2 separate regions of the Anas platyrhynchos genome follow, and region 1 is linked to region 2. A link is a contact called in public Hi-C data. All regions are on one chromosome and are shown on one strand. Each heading gives the region's core, a stretch centred on a gene start, on an enhancer-like site or on the middle of the called end of the contact. The rest is flanking DNA. Distances are from core to core; before and after follow the strand shown. Region 1 has its middle 110 kb from the start of ALDH8A1. Region 2 has its middle 37 kb from the start of ALDH8A1.

The links. A called contact is a pair of places that touch in the nucleus more often than the background predicts.
Region 1: a Hi-C map of skeletal muscle shows a contact between it and region 2, with 2.9 times the contacts expected there. The contact joins two enhancer-like sites. A contact is called at or near these places in 5 of 8 Hi-C or Micro-C datasets (F1 follicle, liver, skeletal muscle and 1 more).

What each region holds. Positions count from the first base shown.
Region 1 is chr3:61,533,400-61,538,935 of IASCAAS_PekinDuck_T2T, forward strand. No RefSeq gene overlaps it. Among named protein-coding and RNA genes, the nearest start is that of ALDH8A1, 110 kb to the left of the region's middle. Within about 2 kb of position 1,887, at least 3 of the 8 cell types and tissues checked have an H3K27ac peak or open chromatin away from gene starts, as enhancers often do. A contact at or near this core is called in F1 follicle, where this site is marked.
Region 2 is chr3:61,463,684-61,469,535 of IASCAAS_PekinDuck_T2T, forward strand. No RefSeq gene overlaps it. Among named protein-coding and RNA genes, the nearest start is that of ALDH8A1, 37 kb to the left of the region's middle. Within about 2 kb of position 3,483, at least 2 of the 8 cell types and tissues checked have an H3K27ac peak or open chromatin away from gene starts, as enhancers often do. A contact at or near this core is called in F1 follicle, where this site is marked.

The DNA.
Region 1 (5,536 bases), core at 637-3,136, 68 kb after region 2:
GCAGATGATGGAATGAACTGAGAGTCTGGCTAAACACTGAAATAGTGTGGAATGGGGAAGGTTTTTGTATAAGCTCTAAGAGAAAAAGAACATCTTTTGCTGCTATGTATCATATTTTTGCTGATAGTTTACCATGGTTGTTTGTAGGCAAGGCCAGTAGCTTGGACTCTATACTCTTCTCTTGGCTAAAATGTATAGAGGGCAATTATGGCCACAAAGTGGTATCTCTACCTTGGCATAATGCTGCCTTCAGCTCAACAAAAGCTTCATCTCAAAAGGTTTTACTTGCTTGGGCACAAGATTGGCGTGATGTGTGGATACTGTTTCCAGTCTATGTGTCTGCTCTGTGTCTTTACAAGGTACTTCACTTTTCACTGCATGACATTAAGCTGTGGTAGTAACTCCTCTGGGCACATGCAATTGCTTGTCATGTCCATGTGACCCCCCTTTACACACATATCTGTTCTTCCCTGAGTTACCTCATTTCAAATATCAATGTTGCAGCAGCATAGTGGGTTCCCTGACTTGGAAAATGAAAATTTCAACCATTGAACAGCATGATTGGTCTTATTTTGCTTGAGCTGACTTGCCATTAAAAGTGTAATAGGGAGTACTTGGTTTCTCTGCAAAGGTTGACTTCTCTTCTATTTGTGGGTCAGAAAATTGATTATATATGAGTATAACAAAAATGCATTGTGGAAACTTGCACACTAGCCCTATACCTGCTGTTATTCTTTCATTCTTTGGTCATTCTTTGCTTTACTTAACACAGCATATTTTGGTTATCCTTTCCTACACATAAGGGCACAAAAGTACTGCACTGCGTGTGCTAGTTCCAGTTATAGATACAGTGGAATGACAGAGAGGAGGTGGAAAAGTAACTCTTACTTTAGTTACTTCTGTTCATATGGAGACCATGTGTGGATTAAGAGATTCTTTATATCAAAATCAATGTGTATGATAGGAGCAAAATTTAAAAAATGATGGGAAATTTGAAATCAAGGTAGAACTAGCCTGCTTATAGTCTTTGTTTCATGGAAAGTCAAGACTATCATGAAGCTGACTTCAATGCAGTAAACTTTTTACCCTTTGTATATGAGTTACAGTAAGCCCCACTGCCAAGATGTCTGCTCACCTTTAAGGACCTAAGTTGTCTGACTGACATGGAGTATTTGTGCAGCTGAAGCTGAATGTATTCTTAAGGCTTTGCTAAACCACAGCTGTACTAGGTGATCTGTTCACAGTGTAAGAATGTCGTTTTCTGGCTTAGGACTTAGGCACTCGCCCAGAAGTTGTCTGTCAGGATCCAAGTTCTGCTTAGTTTTATACATGATTGCATTGTGCTTACCTGGGTAGCTCCTGTCCTTTCCTTCTGTTCAATTAGGTGTTTGTTTTGTTTTGTTTTGTTTTGCTTTGCTTTGTTTTTCACAGTTCCATCACAGCTTGCTGCTCCCTTAGTTGGGCAACTACAACTGTTTATGAAACTGTGTGAGAAACCAGATCACTGAAATGACTCAGAAGAAAAGTAACACTCCAGAATAAGGGCTTCTTCATGTCTATGGCATTTTTCCCTGTGAAGCCCACAAAGCTCTTTAAAAGCCACTGATAAAATTACAAAAAATATTCAATTTTTTCTTTAAAAGCTGATTGCATATAGAACTGTTTCTAAGCCTTCATAGAGGACTACACCTACACTGGAGTAAGAAGTATTTGTAATCGTGCTCCAAAGATGACAGCTATCTTGAGGATGAATTTGACACATTCACTTTAAGAGAGAAAGTTTTTGTTCCGTTTCTTCTTATGCTTTAAGAACACCTCTGCAGGCAACCAAGAGAGATGGGCGGTATATTGAAGTTCCGTGGCTTTTCTGGCCTGCATTTCTTTCTTCCAACTATAGAAGGCACTCTTACACCGCTGTCTGAGGTTTGGTGGAGCTATTGTTAGAACTGAACTCCCGGACCAATAATTTTTGAACTGCTGGTTTTGACAGAATAAAACAGTAAATGGTCCTACCCCAGGATATAACACATATAAGAAAACACATTGATCTCTATTTCTGCAAAGATAAATGAAGTTATTTACATGCTGGGGAAAGAAAAAGTCTTTTGGGACATACCATGGTATGTTGTGAGTAGCTATAAACCATATAGTACGTCTTCAACAGATTGGTCTGATAATTTCAGTTTTATACAAGTGTTTCTCAAAGACAAATCCACCTTTCCAAAGCATAACTTGTAAGTATAGGTGTCTCGGAGTAGATTTTTTTATTGTATAATTTTGAGTTCAAATAGGTTCAAATAGGCTGGCTTTTGAACTGTACAAATTACTTACTTGTACTGCTTTGAGTTGTCTGAAAGCATCTGTTTTGATAAGCAAATAAAAAAGCAATGAATAATATATATGCATATGCATGTGTATATTTATGTATGTATATACTGAAATGTAACTTTTCCTTATCCACTGTTATGAAATCAGTAAGAGAAAATAAGTGGGTAGAAATAGTTTTGACTAGTGACACATCTTGTTTTGCTTCAGTGTTATGTGATTTGGAAAGGCAGGTGGAAGACACCTCATGCTCTGCTTCTTGCTCCCCTGGGACACACGCTGAATATCTCTCAAGGACAGGACAGATCCTTTAGCTAGATCACACCACTGGAAAGTGAACTTAGGGGCTGAGTAAAGATCTTTTCTTCTTAAAGCAGAAAGACCATCCATCCTTCCATCCATCCATCCCTTGACGTGAGGCTTTCCCATCACAGAAAACCACCCTCTAGCAGGGAATAGGGTCAAAATTAGTTCCCCAACTTGAGGGGGGAGGAACTGGGTGAAGGTAAGACCATATCTAGTATACCATCCATGTGAAAGAAAAAGCTGAACATCTGTGTGACTTGGCAGAGAGAACAGCTATGAACAGAAAAGCCCACTGGTGGGCTGTATCGTTGAACACCATCAAAAGCTGGCAGATAAGTAATGGAAAATGAATTAAATGTCATTCTGCCTTTCCATAGCTTGTCATTATGTTTTTTTCATCAGAGAGATTAGACAAGTTTAGCATGTTTTGGCACTACTCCACGATTGCTTGATAATTACAGGTACATGCTCAGGTATACTAGTCTTTTCTGGCTTAATTTCCTAATTCTTTAGGAAAATAAGAAGCTAATGTACAGACCTGAATTTTGGAACTTATCAAGTATACACACCCCTTTGGACCATCAAATCTTTTTATATGTATTGTGAGTCTTTGAAAAGAAAGTGACACATAAGGTAATTAACAGTTGAACAAAAGATATTCAAAGGGAAGCTGCTTGTGAAATGAATACAGATCTATCTAAATGAGGAGAGGAACAATATGAGAGAACAAAACAAATGCAATCTACCACAGAAAGCTAGTGTTGTTATTATGCCAATGAGAAACATCACAAAGGACTACTCGTGCGCTACTCTTCTGATAAGATACTGAACTAAATCTAAATGGACCTCATTCCTTCTGCGCTACTGCAGTAGAGAGGCAGTTTTATGGTATAGTGATTTATTTATTTATTTATTTTCACAGTGTTTTAAAGTGCAGAAACAATAAAAAGGGGTATAACCTCTTGTACTGTAACAAAGCTATTGAGTACAACATATAAAGCAAGAAACCCAAACATGTTTATAATTCTTCACCTGAATCCAAGGTCTGGAATTATCACAGAAAAGGCACAGCATCATGAGATTCATAACAGCATTTGCAAAGCTTGGTCACACCAGGTCATGTGAAGTTGTGATCTTGTCACATAGATCAGTGGCTGCTGAGGGCAGGGGAAGCTGCTGGTGTATCAGGATTATAAACTTTCTATTCTACTAAAAAGGTTTTTAAAAGCTTACAGTGAAATCTGAAGAAATATGATGATTGGATCACACGTTTTCCTAAGAATGTAAGAATTTCTGTTTTGTACTTAACTTCAACCTACATTCCAACAGTACTCTGATGATATACTCATTTTCCTCAATTGTTCATAATAAAAACTTTTAACTTGAGATGCTGATTTTTTCATGCATCATATTTTTAATGTTATTCGCAAGACCAGGAATTACATTTTTAAAGGGCACAAATTGTAGCCAAGGACCTCACTGTCAATGCAAAACATGTGAAAACTAAGTGTGTAAGTGCCATTTAGGTTTTTGGAAATATCTGTAGAGGTTGTAAACCATGCAATAATTTCTGGCAGACATCAGATCAGCCTCATTAATTTTTATTTTTATTTGTTACACCTCATCTCACAGTCTAAAGAGTAGGTTAAAAGCAGTGTATGTTCTTTGGATATCTTTATAAATAGGAAAACACGACAAGGCAGTGCAGGAACAGTTATGACTATTGCTGTTGGTATGTGTTGTAAAACTGACTGTGTGAGCTTATTAAAAGAGATATCAACATATGCCTGTTGAACATAAGTTGATGGATCCTGAATTATAGTGTAGTAATGCAGAGGAGGTTGTGGGCCATGGAGAGACACTAGAGTTTTTAAAAAACCTCTGTCCAAAAATATTCTAAGCTTAGTAATAATTTTCTGATATTATATGTTTGTAAGTGAAAAGTGTAATATCTACAAGTGCTACACTCCTATTGCTGTGGATTTCATGAAGCACAGAGCTTTACTGTTCATTAGAGGTCCTGGATTTATCCACCTTTACCTGAATGGGTTGGAGGGGAAAGAGATACTGCTGTGTGGACACAGGCAGGTTGCTTTACTGGTTCAGTATCAGCAACTTGCTCTATGCTCAAACAGCTGTTTTGCTTCTTCCTCCTGTATTGTACATTGTGCATGTTCACATCACATGATGTTGCTGGCCTGTTTTTCTTGCTGCATGATACTGAAGTAAATGCCTAAAAATTACTTCATTTATGGCCTGCACACTGTTAGATAGAGAAGATAAAAATCTTTACCCAGCCAAAAGGTACAAGAGAAGAAGGAAAAAGGAGATTTATAATTCCTTTCCAGTTCTGTCTGCATCCCCTTGCTCAGAAATAATCATGTGTGCCCAGTTTCTCATTTATACTAAGATCCCTTTGGTAGAATTTCCCTGGGGATCAGGCTTTCTTCAGCACCCCCTGTCCTGGTATTCACCCAAGGACATCACAGAAGAGCTAGGATGGAGTAAAAGTGGTCTGAATGCAGCTGGGAGTCCTTTGTACTGTTCCTTGGAAGCAAAAAGGAGGGAAGTCAAGCTCCCTCCCCTGAAGTGAGGCTTTCTTATCACAGAAAACAACCCTCTGGCAGGCAGTAAGGAACAAAATTTGTTCCCCCAACCCAAGAGGGGAAGGACTCAGTAAAGGACTAGGAGATGGTGATGCACTGCCCAAAGAAAGCAGTGAGTCCTGTTTGCCCTTGGCTGCTGCTGAGACAGTGCTGACCTGGCACCCTCAGGTTTTGTCCTCAGGTCTGGTAGCTTGGCAGGACACTGCCTGCATTAAGGTTTCACATGCTTTGGGCTGAAGGAGTAGGAGAAATATTTTGCTGTTCAGCTGTGTATCTGTTTATGTTCTCTGTGATGGGTC
Region 2 (5,852 bases), core at 2,233-4,732:
TGTTCACTCTTTTCAGCTGGATTTCTTCACACCCTTCATGAAGGTGACACTGAATATGGGCTAATACAATCCAAGTGGGAGCTTTCCAGGATGGAATAGGGCAAAGGATGGCTTTGTGTGCCTCATGTAATCTGTAGTCTGTAGATACTTATAGTATGATATTTGTCTTTTTGACAATTACATGACAGCACTGAACAAAGATTGGATCTCAAATATTTCAGCTCCCAGGATCAGTTCCTCTGTTGTTCAAGAAACCCTTTCCCCACTGTTTTCAACAGACCTTTCACATTCCGTATGACCATGCAGTTATTATGGCCCAGTACAAAAACTATAATTTTCCAGAAAGTATTTCCAGTTGAAGGAAAAAACAGTCAAAAACACACAGAAAACTAGCTCAAACACAAATGTACACTAGTTCCTATCTGGTTCCATATCAACAGTTTGACTTGTGCAGGAATATGTTTTAATTTTTCACTAAAAGAACATGGGAGAACAGTTACTGCTAGTCCTTGCACAATTGTGTTTCTTCTTTACCAGCACTCTCTTTACTACAGTTAGAGAGAAGAGCATGTTCTTGTTGGAGACCTCCCTCCCCAGTATGGGGTTAATCCTGAAGTCCTAACACAGATGGTAAAAATGCATTAACATTCCTGGAATGTTTTCCTAAGGCTTTGAGGAAAGCCTGAGGATCCATGTTTTGAGTTTGAAAGAAGTCTTTCCTCCTTCATTTACACTGGTGCTGTATTAGCAAGTTCTAGTAATGGTTAAGTTCAGTACTTTGACTTTCATCATGAAACATAGCTATTGTTATAAAGATAAGGTACTACTGGTGTTCTGAAATACCCTCAATGGTCTTGAAAGGTAATATATTGTTGAATGTTCAGTATTTTAGTGCTCTCACATTAATTTTTATCTCTGAACATAAATCTAATCCTTTCTGATGTGAATCATGAAATTGTTGGCAAGGATATTATATGCTCTTTTAAACAGTAATTTTCAGTGTGTGTGCAGTTGTCAGGAAAATTCTGTTACTCATTTTTTGTTTCATAGTACTATTAGACAAGCTATGATAAAGACAGTGCTTTTTGGAATGGTACATTCAGCACAGCAACTGAGCAAAAATAAAACAATCCTGTGCAGATCTTGATTGCATCTAACCCTCTGACTCCTGAGGAATGGCAGTGCTTCATGTGCTCATTGCATGCTGATCACACATTTGTTGTGGGATGCAGTGACTGACAGGACCAGTTCTCAACATCTTCTGTTATTTACAACTGGAAATCCACAAGGAAGGTCTGGTTTGATATTTCTTGAATTCCAAGTAGGTAGGAACACCCTGATTAAAGGTAAGTACTTTACTCAAGCTATTTTTTAATACATATTATATCTATCTAGTATATCAGTTATCTATACATTATACATATCAGCTAGCTACTCCTGATTTGCTGGTGGAGCCACTCATTCACCATGGGAGGCACAGCTGCCTGACAGGCTTCAAACCAGTTTAAGATCTCAATGTTCTGATCATTGTTTGTTTCCTTATTCACTTGACTGGCTGTCTTTTCATTCTGGTCCTTGTTTTCCCTATCTGTAAAAGAAGATAATATTATTAACTTCTCTCATCTCACAGGCAGAGCTGCCATGAGATAGCAGGCGTCAAACCATCCATGCAAAGCTGAAGTCCACATTAGGAATTTGTAGACTTGGAATTTGTCTATTTTTTTTGCTGATAGTCTTCACAATTTTCAGGTTAATTACTTCAATTTCAACATTAAGCACTTTGGCCCAGACAAAACAAAAACAGCCTAAAACAGTGCACACACACACACAAAAGCCCACCAGACCTGGACTGCTGAGCTATAGGGATTCTTGCCTCCTTGAGCCTCCTAGACTCTTGCTTTGGTATGTCCTAGATGCGATGGGCTTTCTTTGTGGGAGAAGGGGGAACAGGGGAAGAGGAAGGGTATGATTTACTGCTGAGTCGTACCTCAGAGCAAGGACTGGATGTTGCCAAAGAGTGCATTCAGAGTGGAAGTTGGGTGGCACTCCTGCACCTCCTGTGCTTAGGGTCACTGTGCTCTAAGGTGGCGTAGGAGCTGTGTTTGGCACTCCCAAGTCCCAAGCTGGTAGGCTAGTATTCCTCTTAGTCATTTTGCTTTTGGTTAGCAATGAAGAAGATGAAGCATGGATTTAGTGGTAAGTGAAAGGTAGTAGTCCTCACCCACATCTGCTGACACAGGGGTTGTCACATACTGATGTTGAGGCCATGCTGCTGTCCCCCAGTCCCCACCTGTATGAGCAGCTTGTAGTGGTCTCCTGCTCTGGGGCAGCAGTGCAGCAGTGAAAAAGCGTGGGTTTCTTCAGGCCAGATGGAAGCAGAAACAGAAATATGTGCTCTTCACCTGTACCCAGCCTGGTACTTTGTTCATGAGAACACGTGGCTTCTGGACAGCACCAACACCTGAATCACATCTCACAAGGAGAGGGATAAATCAGCTTTTAAGTAACTGTCAGCATCAAAAGATCACTGTATGTTCCCAGAGTTGCCTGTGCTGAGCAGTTTGGGTTTTACTTTTCTCTTAAAATAAGAAAGTTCCTTCTCGGTTTTGTAGTTTTCCACACTTGTAAAATAAGTCTTTCAGAATAAAATACCTCTTTGATATATTTATTTGAGATAAATAAGCACCAGTATTGCACAGCTGATAGCTGGCAGTATTAGATATTATTCTCTAGGACTTTGGAATCATGCAGTAACATTTTAATCACTGTTTGTTGTTGTTGTTTTAAACAGATTTCCTTGGTTTCCTTGTTGTTGTTTGTTTTTTTTTTTTTGTTTTGTTTTTTTTTTTTTGTTTGTTTGTTTGTTTATTTTTAAAGCAAACAAACCAAGCAAACCTGTTCTCATGACTGCTCAGAAAAACACTGACATCACGAACAAATTGAACAGGTCTAGAAGGCAAAGAGTACACTCAGATGCTACTCACAGAAAAAGCTCATGCCTTCAAGCCCAGCTGACAGCCCAAGAGGCAGCGGGTGGGCAGCGGGAGGGAAGAGGTCCTTTTAACTGGTTCATGGTTGCAGCGCTCCTGCTGGCACTGAGCTGCAGCAGTTCTCCACTCTCACACAGGCACCAGCTCTGGGCACTGACGTATCTCTGCCTCTTGGGAGCTGTTATTTAGTACAGCAGCAGCTAATTAAACCCTGAGAAGCAAAGTGCTGGCTAAGTGAACCCCAGCTACATCTGCCGAAGCTGCGCTGCCTTTTACATGGGCCTCGGGGACCCTTAAATTTATTAAAAAAAGAAAATAATAAAAAAAAGTGTCCTTACATGCTGGCTTGCCTGAAGCTGGCAAACCGATGATGAGATCCATTGCCCACCAGTTCTCAGTGTCCAGGGCCAGGCACTGAGGCCCGAGGTTCCGAGGTTGCTCCCTGGTCCCTGTCCCCGCAGAGGGTGGTGAAGGGGGTGATGACTTTCATCCCAAACCTCCCCAGCAGCTGTTGCCCACTCACCCCACACACTGCTGTGGGAACAGGCTGCTTGCCAGGCTCTTTCCCCTACCCTGAGATGTAATTTAGGTTTTTCTTAGCTGAAGGTGTAATTTAGTGGGTTTTTAAATTTTATTTCTATTTTTTCCTTGAGGGAAGGACTCGCTAGATGGCACTGTGTCACTGCGGGACTTGCCACCTCCCTCTGTCTCTCGGATGGATGAAAGGCATTGCCTACGTCTTTATTTTCAGCTCTCTGCTTTCAGCCTTTACTAACGGTGTGTGCGTGTTATGGGGTGCCTAAGTCGCTGTTAATAAAACTGTGCTTTAGCACAGTTTCCCTTTCTAGCTTCAGTAGCCCCAGATCATTTGCCTGTAGGACTTTCTTGTTAGAATAGACTGTATATGACCTGATTTTCTACTTTGTTCTTTCAACCTGTTTCCCTCCCTCTGGTAATGCCAATGCAACAGGCTCGGAAGACAGGGTGAAAAAATGGGACTGAAAATTTAGTTTTAAACTGAACTCCCCCAAATCTGGGTGTTTGGCAATGCTGATCCCCAGCTAGGCTTATAAATTTTGGAAAATGAACAAAAAACCAAAAATGATAAATGTGTGTGCTTTGCTACATGTACATAAATGACTAACAGACAGCCATCCACTGACACATGAGCACAGATAACATTGTTCACCAATCTGTAGTTTCAATAAATTATTGCTTTTATGTGCTGAAAATATTTGGGTAGAAATACCTTTAAGTAGGGGCTTGACCAAAATTAACTTTAGCCACCGAGCCTTCAACATTGGGCTGACAGTCTCATGACTACGGAGTTGCTTGGAGTAGTTCAGTATTTCTATACCTTGTTGGGTTCCATAAATTCATTGCTTGGCAGAAAAGGGGGATAAGTTTATGAAAAAAGCATTAAGAATGCATAAAATGTTTACTTTGGTCTGAAGCCTGAGTGAAAAGCTTATGGTCATTTCCTATTGGCTCAATGAACCTTAATATACTACTGTTTCTGCAAGAAACATTGCCAAATAGAAGCACTTGGAAGGAGTGGGTGTTGGAGCTCTTTGCAATGTCAGGGAATCATTCTCACTACTGTGCTGTTTTGATTATAGCTGGTGTGGCTGCAGCACAATTACCAGGGACAGAAATTCCATTGTTGGTGGAGAGACCAACAAAATTTGTGAGAAACAACACTGCTCACAAAAATGTGATTCATGGCTTAACGCTGCTTTAATCTTTTTTTTTTTTTTCTTTTTTTTCTTTTTTTTTTGGGCGGGAGGGGGGGGGTTGTAACACCATTAAAACAAAAAGTGTTTGAGTTTTTAAACTGAATGGCTTAAAAGGAGAGGTGCCCAATTCCCTCTCTTTTATTAAGGGAGTTCGTTATGAAGGGGGTCTTATGATAGTTATCAGCCTACAGGTAATGAAGGGTGATAGATGAGATTTGTCAGATAACTCATGTTTGCCAGCAATCATTAGACACAGATTTTAAGTTATTTTGTTGTATTTCCCCTTTAAATTCACAAATAGATATTTAATTCTGTGAGATTTTGCTGCCACTGAAGGATGTGGTACTTCTGCACGCTCCAGTCTCTCCATAGCAACTGTAAATGGGTCAAGTACTGGTGCAGCTGAGCACACAACAGCTGTGGGAAGGCAGCTACAGGAGTCGCCCCGTGCAAAGCCCTGTGTGACCCTCTCCTGGAGCTCCCACGTATGTTGCCTCTTGGGACAGTGGATTGCTGCAGACAAGAGGTATCAAGGACAATGTTGCTTGGTGGTCACGAAACCTTGAGCATCCCCTGGCTATGCTATGGATTTTATTAGAGGCAACTTGTTTAGATATCATGATTTTAGGCCCTATTTGATGTTGCACAAGCCCATTATTCCAGGTCCATGTAATTATTGTGGGTATTTTCCCATAGCAGTGCAGAGTTTGTTTAAAGCCATGTTCCAGACTCACAACCACGAGAGTCTGGGCCTAGGCAGCCTGAGGGAAGCACTAGGAGGAAAGAGAAGGTGGTGGTGACACTATCACGTTGTGGAGAACACATTGAGGGTAGAGACACTCAGGGAAGCAGCATGTGAAGGAATGGTATCAGTCATGTTAAGCAACCCCATTCGGATCCCATGTTATATGGCTTGTGAGGCTACTTACCTTCCGTGTGGATAAACAATTATGTGGTTTGAAATTAACGTGATTCAGTTCTGCAGCTAGAATGGACAAGATGAAACAAGAATCGGAAATGACCCAACTCTGCAATATTGTGAGAGTCATTCTAGATTGATTGTTGAGGGAGAAAACCCAGAGATGTTTAGCCATAAATTAGAGTAGTGCTAAACAGATGAAATGGA